2 separate regions of the Triticum aestivum genome follow, and region 1 is linked to region 2. The links are chromatin contacts, called in public Hi-C maps. All regions are on one chromosome and are shown on one strand. The core of a region is the stretch at or near the end of the contact, and the rest is flanking DNA. Distances in the headings are between cores, read along the strand shown. Region 1 holds the start of LOC123143194 (transcription factor IIIA). Region 2 holds the start of LOC123143192 (luminal-binding protein 2).

Evidence for each region. A called contact is a pair of places that touch in the nucleus more often than the background predicts.
Region 1: a contact with region 2 is called in a Hi-C map of leaf, with 6 times the contacts expected there. The contact joins the promoter of LOC123143194 here to the promoter of LOC123143192 in region 2. A contact is called at or near these places in 3 of 5 Hi-C or Micro-C datasets (all in leaf).

The regions. Positions count from the first base shown.
Region 1 is chr6D:25,382,980-25,386,466 of IWGSC CS RefSeq v2.1, reverse strand. It overlaps LOC123143194 (transcription factor IIIA), which reads left to right and starts at 1,798. Exons shown (of 7, transcript XM_044562036.1): 1 at 1,798-1,911. It overlaps LOC123143193 (pentatricopeptide repeat-containing protein At2g22410, mitochondrial-like), which reads left to right and starts at 1,805. Exons shown (of 2, transcript XM_044562035.1): 1 at 1,805-1,911; 2 at 2,147-3,487. The coding sequence starts at 2,176.
Region 2 is chr6D:25,209,704-25,213,525 of IWGSC CS RefSeq v2.1, reverse strand. It overlaps LOC123143192 (luminal-binding protein 2), which reads left to right and starts at 1,467. Exons shown (of 8, transcript XM_044562034.1): 1 at 1,467-1,652; 2 at 2,328-2,595; 3 at 2,681-2,895; 4 at 2,981-3,223; 5 at 3,589-3,822. The coding sequence starts at 1,604.

The sequences.
Region 1 (3,487 bases), core at 549-3,048, 170 kb before region 2:
AAAACTTTTATCGTTTGACTTTAATTCAAATTTGAATTTGAATCGGTTTCGAATTAACGCGAGATTAACAACAATAACCGAGGTGACGTGGCATCATTAGTAGAGGGTTACTGTAGCTTAATTATCCGGGCGTCACAAAACCGAACCATGCAAACCGAATAAACCGAACGCATAGGGTGACCTCACGATGATTTGTTTAACACTAATCTAAAGAAGGGGTCGTCTTTCACCTGGCAAAGTATTATGGCGGATGTGAGTTCTCTGAAACGTGGCCACATTTGGTGAGTGGGGAATGGTCGGAATGTTAACATTTGGGAGGATGCCTGAATTCCAAATTGTGCAAACAGAAAAATCATTACTCCTAGGAGAGTTCGGTTGTTATCCAAGGTAGCAGACTTGATTGACCCTATTCTTAATACTTGGGATGAAGATCTACTCAGGCAAACGATGTGGCCTATAGATGTACAACGAGTACTCACAATACCTATCTTGCAACATGATATGCCAGATTTCGTCGCTTGGAATTTCACACAAAATGGTATGTTTTCGGTTTGGTTTGCTTATTTTGTGGAATGAGATCATCAATATGAAAATAAGTTGCGACACACAAATGGAATGGGACGTACCAAAGTTAATCCTATTTGGCATAGGTTATGGAAACTCTCTTGCCCGACAAAGGTTAAAAAAAATTGGCGCACGCTACATGACACCCTTCCATGTTGCGTAGACAATAGACATGTGAAAGTCTCGGCCAATCGCCCTGTCTGCTCGGATGGACTAGAAGATACAAAGCATCTGCTATTTTTATGCAACACAACAAAGGAAATGTGGAGAAGGCTGGAGATGGATGATATTATCGATAGAGCTTTCCAGTAGATCGTGCGAGTGAAGCGGTTTTGAAATATTTACTTTCAATGCCAGATCATGAATTGTGTATGATAGGCATCCAAAATGTACATGGAATGATTGCCATATCAGCCTGGTACATGTGGTGGGAAAGGCGTAAATTGATTCACAAGGAGACAACTCAAATTGCACACCAGATTTCAATGGGAATCCGAGCTCTTATGGCCACTTTTGTTACCGCTTCCTCACAAAAGGCCTCCATGAAAAAAGGGGGATGGTCTTGCCCTCCGGTAGGGTTTGTTAAACTTAACGTTGATGCTTCTTTTGACCATGACTTACTCAGGGGTACGATGGGAGCAGCCTTAAGAGACGACAAAGGTAGATTTATTGCTGGGGGTAATGGTAAGATTGACTGGTACGGAGATGTTCTGATGGCTGAAGCTCTGGCCCTAAAATTTGGTTCGTCCCTAGCACAAAGGACAGGATGCAATTGCATTATTATTAACTTGGAGAACATGGAGGTGATTGATACCATGACAGAAGGAGGATGATCATCAGGGGCAGCGGCGGCAGTTTCTAATGATTGCTTTTATTTAGCCTGTGATTTTACTATTTCTAAATCCGAGCATTGTAACAGAGAATCAAATAAAGTTGCCCATGAACTCGCCAGATTGGCCAGATTTTCGTTCATTTCTGTTTGGTTTGAGGAGCCAAATGTTGAAGCTGTACCATCCTCATAAACGGTGTGACGGTAATTTCTTAATGAATAAAGCACGAGTTTTTTTTAGAAAAAAGAGATAACTCTTAGCTGGTGTGTCATGGCGGGAATATATGCAGCTTCCCGCCGCGTGGGAGCCTTTCCAGACGTCAGCCCATCCGCTGCAAGCCCACTAGGCCCAGGAAGACACCGGCGAGCTAGGGTTTTAAAGACGCACCAGCCAGCCTCCGCAACAGCCAAGGAAACCACTCCCTCCCTCAGCCGCCGCCGCCTTCCCACTGCCCACGAGCCAGCGTCATCCCCAGCTCCGCCCCCCACGGCCGACGACTCCACCCTCCGAGTCCACGGTGAGCACCTGTCCCCGCCCTCCCTCTCTCCCCGCCATGAATCCCCCGCGGTTAGTCCGAACAATCGTCAGCACTGCTGCATTTCATTCCACGAGCTGAAAAATGCCCGGAGCGCGCCTAGATTTCTCCTTGCATCTGTCCAGACCCGCGACGAGCTGCGGCGATTCGTCGCTGATGATCCCCAGTAGAGTGGATCGCTTGCTAGTTTTCCCAGTAACGTCGGCTCCAATTCCAGGTGGCTTCCTTCGGTCCGAGGGGAGGTGGATGAACAGGAGCGTGTGCCACCACCTGCTCGCCCACTGCAGATCCCTGCGGGAGCTAGAGAGAATCCACGCCCGGGCCGTCACCCATGGCCTCCACCCCAGTAACCAGTCCATCTCGTGCACGCTCTTCCGGCGTTACGCCGACTTCGGCCGCCCCGCCGAGGCGCGCAGGCTGTTCGGCGAGATCCCCTGCCCGGACCTCGTCTCCTACACCAGCCTCATGTCGCTCCACCTCCAGCTGAGCCAGCACCACGAGGCCATGTCCGCCTTCTCGTGCGCCGTCGCCTCGGGCCACCGCCCCGATGGCTTTGTGGTTGTTGGTGCGCTCTCGGCGTCCGGCGGGGCTGGGGATCTGCGCGCTGGTTTGGGGGTGCATGGTCTCATTTTCCGTTGCGGGTTGGGCTCTGAGCTGGTCGTCGGCAATGCTCTGGTTGATATGTATTGCCGGTGTGGGAGGTTCGAGGGCGTGCTAGGGGTGTTCGACGAAATGGCGGTGAAAGACGAGGTCACCTGGGGCAGCATGCTGCATGGGTATATGAAGTGTGTCGGTGTGGATGCAGCGTTGTCCTTCTTTGACCAGATGCCGGTGAAGAGCACGGTGTCCTGGACAGCGCTGGTGACCGGCCATGTTCAGGCCAAGCAGCCTATCCGAGCTCTAGAAATTTTCGGCAGGATGGTGCTGGAGGGTCACCGTCCTACCCATGTTACAATTGTAGGCGTGCTATCTGCTTGCGCTGACATTGGCTCTCTAGATCTTGGGCGCGTCATTCATGGGTACGGAAGTAAATTCAATATCAGCACAAATATAATTGTTAGCAATGCTCTGATGGACATGTATGCAAAGAGTGGAAGTATAGAGATGGCATTTACTGTGTTTGAAGAAGTGCCGTTGAAGGATGCGTTCACATGGACGACCATGATCTCGAGCTTCACTGTCCAGGGTGATGGGATAAAAGCTCTTGAGCTCTTTGAGGACATGCTAAGGTCTGGGATTGTTCCAAATAGTGTCACCTTTGTGTCTGTTTTGTCAGCCTGCAGCCATGCTGGGTTAATACAGCAAGGCAGAGAGTTATTTGATAAAATGCGTAGGATCTACAACATTAAACCGCAGCTTGAGCACTATGGATGCATTGTTGATTTGTTAGGACGGGGTGGGCTACTAGAGGAAGCAGAAGCCCTGATATATGATATGGATGTGGAACCTGATACTGTTATATGGAGGTCACTTCTTAGTGCATGCCTTGTTCATGGCAATGATAGATTGGCTGAGATTGCCGGGCAGGAGATTATAAAGAGGGAACCAGGGGATGATG
Region 2 (3,822 bases), core at 218-2,717:
GGCCCATCAAGCACCCTATTCTGTCATGCTCGAGCTGGGCGTCGCGACAAGTCCATTCACGCGATCGTCACGCTTCTTGGTGTCTTTAATAAACATATCCAATTTAAGAATCAAAACCGCCACGCATCAAATTAGTAACGCTCGCTAAATTCTTGGCGTGATGATAGCTGGACCACTGACCCGTGTTCACGTGGCATCGTATATTCCTCTCACGTGTCGTAAAGTGGATAATTTTAAATTTAAGAAAGTTAACGTGCGCTAACTCCTTGGCATGACGACAACTACACCGGTACCCTTGCGCTTGGTGAAACTGCTGAGTGGGTCCAACGACCCCCTGTTCTCTTGGGCTCAAGCTGGGCATCGCGACAAGTCCATTTACGCGATCGTCGAGCTTGTTGGTGTCTTTAAAAACCATATCCAGTTGAATAATCAAAACCGCCACGCCTCAAATTGGTAACGCTCGCTAGCTTTTTGGTGTGACGACAATTGGACCACTGACCTTGCGCGTTAGCGAAACTGTCGAGTGGGCCCATCGAGCCCCCTAATTTGTCGCGCTCGAGCTGGGCGTCGCGACAAGTCCATTCACGTGATCATCACGCTTATCGGTGTCTTTAAAAAACATATCCAATCTAAGAATCAAAACCGCCGCGCCTCAAATTGGTAACGCTCGCTAAATTCTTGGCGTGACGACAGCTAGACCATTGACCTTGCGCATCGACGAAACTACCGAGTGGGCCCATCGAGCCCCCTGTTCTCTCACGCTCGAGCTGTGCGTCGCGACAAGTCCATTCGCGTGATCATCACGCTTCTTGGAGTCTTTAAAGAACATATCGAATTTAAGAATCAAAACTGCCACGCTTCGAATTAGTAACGCTCGCTAACTTCTTAGCTTGACGACAACTGGAGCACTGACCTTGCGCATCGGCAAAACTGCCGAGTGGCCCCATCGATTCCCCTGTTCTGTCGCGTTCGAGCTGGGCGTCGCGACAAGTGCATTCACGCGATCGTCGCGCTGCATTCTTAAATTTCATTCAGTTCAATTCAATATAATCCAAAGTGCCACGGCTCAAATCGGCAAGATTCTTGTTGAAACTCCCAACGTACCAATTCGAAACCTGCATTCCGCTTCTGGAAAACACCAGACAAGTCGTTGCGCCCTTGCCTGAGAAAAGCAACCCCGGGCGGGCCCACCCGCCAGACGTGGACCGACCGGCACAGAACGAACGAGAAGCATCCTCCATCCATCCGTTCCATCCACGCGACGCTGGCCAATGGGGCCGCTCCGCGTCGAGGGGGCGCGTCGGGGCCGTCGGATGGGCGGCACGGACGGCCGCGGCGACCCCAGCACAGAGCCCGCCCCGATTGGCCCGGGCCGCCACGTGCCGTCCCCCGATTCGCCCAGCTTGGACCCGTGACGTTCCGCCCAGCGCGACGGGGGCAGCCTGCGGATCTGGCCACGCCGTATATAAATCTCACACACACGGCGCAGTCTCCTTAAAACTCAAACCCACTTCCGCAAAGGAGATCGATAAGGCCGAGAGGAGGAGGAAGAAGCTCCAGAGTTCAGGCGAGGAGAGGGATCGCGTTGCGCGTCGGCGTGGCGATGGATCGGGTCCGCGGCTCCGCGCTGCTGCTCGGCGTCCTGCTCGCAGGTACGCGGCATCTCGATCTCGATCCCGATCTCTTCCCGTTGCTCTTGTTTCGTTTTGTTCCGCCAGATCTGCGTGTTCGCGGAGCTCGATCCGGGGCGGACGCGGGTGATGATGATCCCGCCGCTGCTGGGCCGACGGACGGATCGAGCTGGTGGTTATTTAGAGAACCTCGCGCGGGATTGTTGCTTGCGAGCCGTCGGGCGTGTGATCTAGATTTCGATGCCTGCTGTAGGGACGCTTTGATCTGTGGTTTAGTTGTTCGTCGAATGGAGGGCTTTAGTTTTAGTGCTGCACCCAGCGGATTTGAATGGTCCAATTGTTCTGCTGCATTAATTGGTGCCGCGATCTGTCCTTAAAATTGCTAGGATACTGCTACAGGTTGGCAATTCCGCTTCTCGCTTGATGATTATGTTAGGACGGAGTTTGATCAAGAGCTGCAAAGGGCTTTGCATGATTTCATTATAGTAGTAGTAGTAGTGACAATAAAAGTAGCGCCTTAGGGGTAAATGTTTCGTTGAGATAATAATAATTGACAATGGTGGTCGAATTGAATCTCACTGAAATCAGCTCAACTAGTATTAATATTTTGAATTGTGCAACTGTCTGTGTGCAGTGCCATTGAGATTGGGTTAAATAATTGAGAATGTTGCTTACCTACTGCTGCTGTGTATTCAGGATCGCTGTTTGCGCTTTGTGCTGCAAAGGAGGAGGCCAAGAAGCTCGGTACCGTGATCGGTATCGATCTCGGTACCACCTACTCATGTGTTGGTGTGTACAAGAACGGTCATGTCGAGATTATCGCCAATGACCAGGGTAACCGTATCACGCCCTCATGGGTTGGGTTCACCGATGGGGAGAGGCTCATCGGTGAGGCTGCCAAGAACCAGGCGGCTGTCAACCCTGAGAGGACCGTCTTTGACGTCAAGCGTCTCATTGGAAGAAAGTAATAGCACTCTCCTGTTCTTCTGCTTTAGCGTCTTTGTGCAGTATTGATTTGTCGTGCCTGACCTCTGAACATTTTCTTCCAGGTTTGAGGACAAGGAGGTGCAGAGGGACATGAAACTTGTCCCCTACAAGATTGTGAACAAGGAGGGGAAGCCTTACATCCAGGTCAAGATCAAGGATGGAGAGACCAAGGTCTTCAGCCCTGAGGAGATCAGTGCTATGATTCTTGGAAAGATGAAGGAGACCGCTGAGGCATACCTTGGCAAGAAGATCAATGACGCCGTCGTCACTGTTCCTGGTTAGTAATGGTGACATTCAGTTGCTGACTCCCAATTGTGGACTCTATGAATGTCATTTGCTCACTTTTATTTGTTCCTTTTCAGCGTACTTCAATGATGCACAGAGACAGGCGACCAAGGATGCTGGTGTGATTGCTGGCCTCAATGTGGCTAGGATCATCAATGAGCCCACTGCTGCTGCTATCGCCTATGGTTTGGACAAGAGGGGTGGCGAGAAGAACATCCTGGTGTTTGACCTGGGTGGTGGTACTTTTGATGTCAGTATCTTGACCATTGACAATGGTGTCTTTGAGGTGCTGGCCACCAACGGTGACACCCATCTTGGAGGTAACATCTCTTTGTCATTTGCTGCTATATCTTTAGTTACAATACCATAGGGATTGACTGAGTACTGCATATAGACAATATGATACTGCTGGTTAGGCTACTGTCACCTGCTATATAGTCATTTAATGAAGACATGATTATTCCCAAAATATTTCAATATATAGAACAAATAATGTTGATGGCACATCTTGCAATTGATATTCATTGGTCACACAACACTCTTGAGTAATCTTTTAGTTGACTATGTACTGCTTTACTTGACAAAGGAGCTCGAATGATGTGATGATGATTAATTTGTCACCTCATTAGCTGTGTGTTGTGCATTTTATTGGCCAATATATAACTTTGCTGTATCTCCTCTCCAGGTGAGGACTTTGACCACAGAATCATGGATTACTTCATCAAGTTGATCAAGAAGAAGCATGGCAAGGACATCAGCAAGGACAACCGTGCTCTTGGAAAGCTGAGGAGGGAAGCTGAGCGTGCCAAGAGAGCCCTCAGCAACCAGCACCAGGTCCGCGTTGAGATCGAGTCCCTCTTTGACGGGACTGATTTCTCGGAGCCACTGACCCGTGCCAGGTTCGAGGAGCTGAACAACG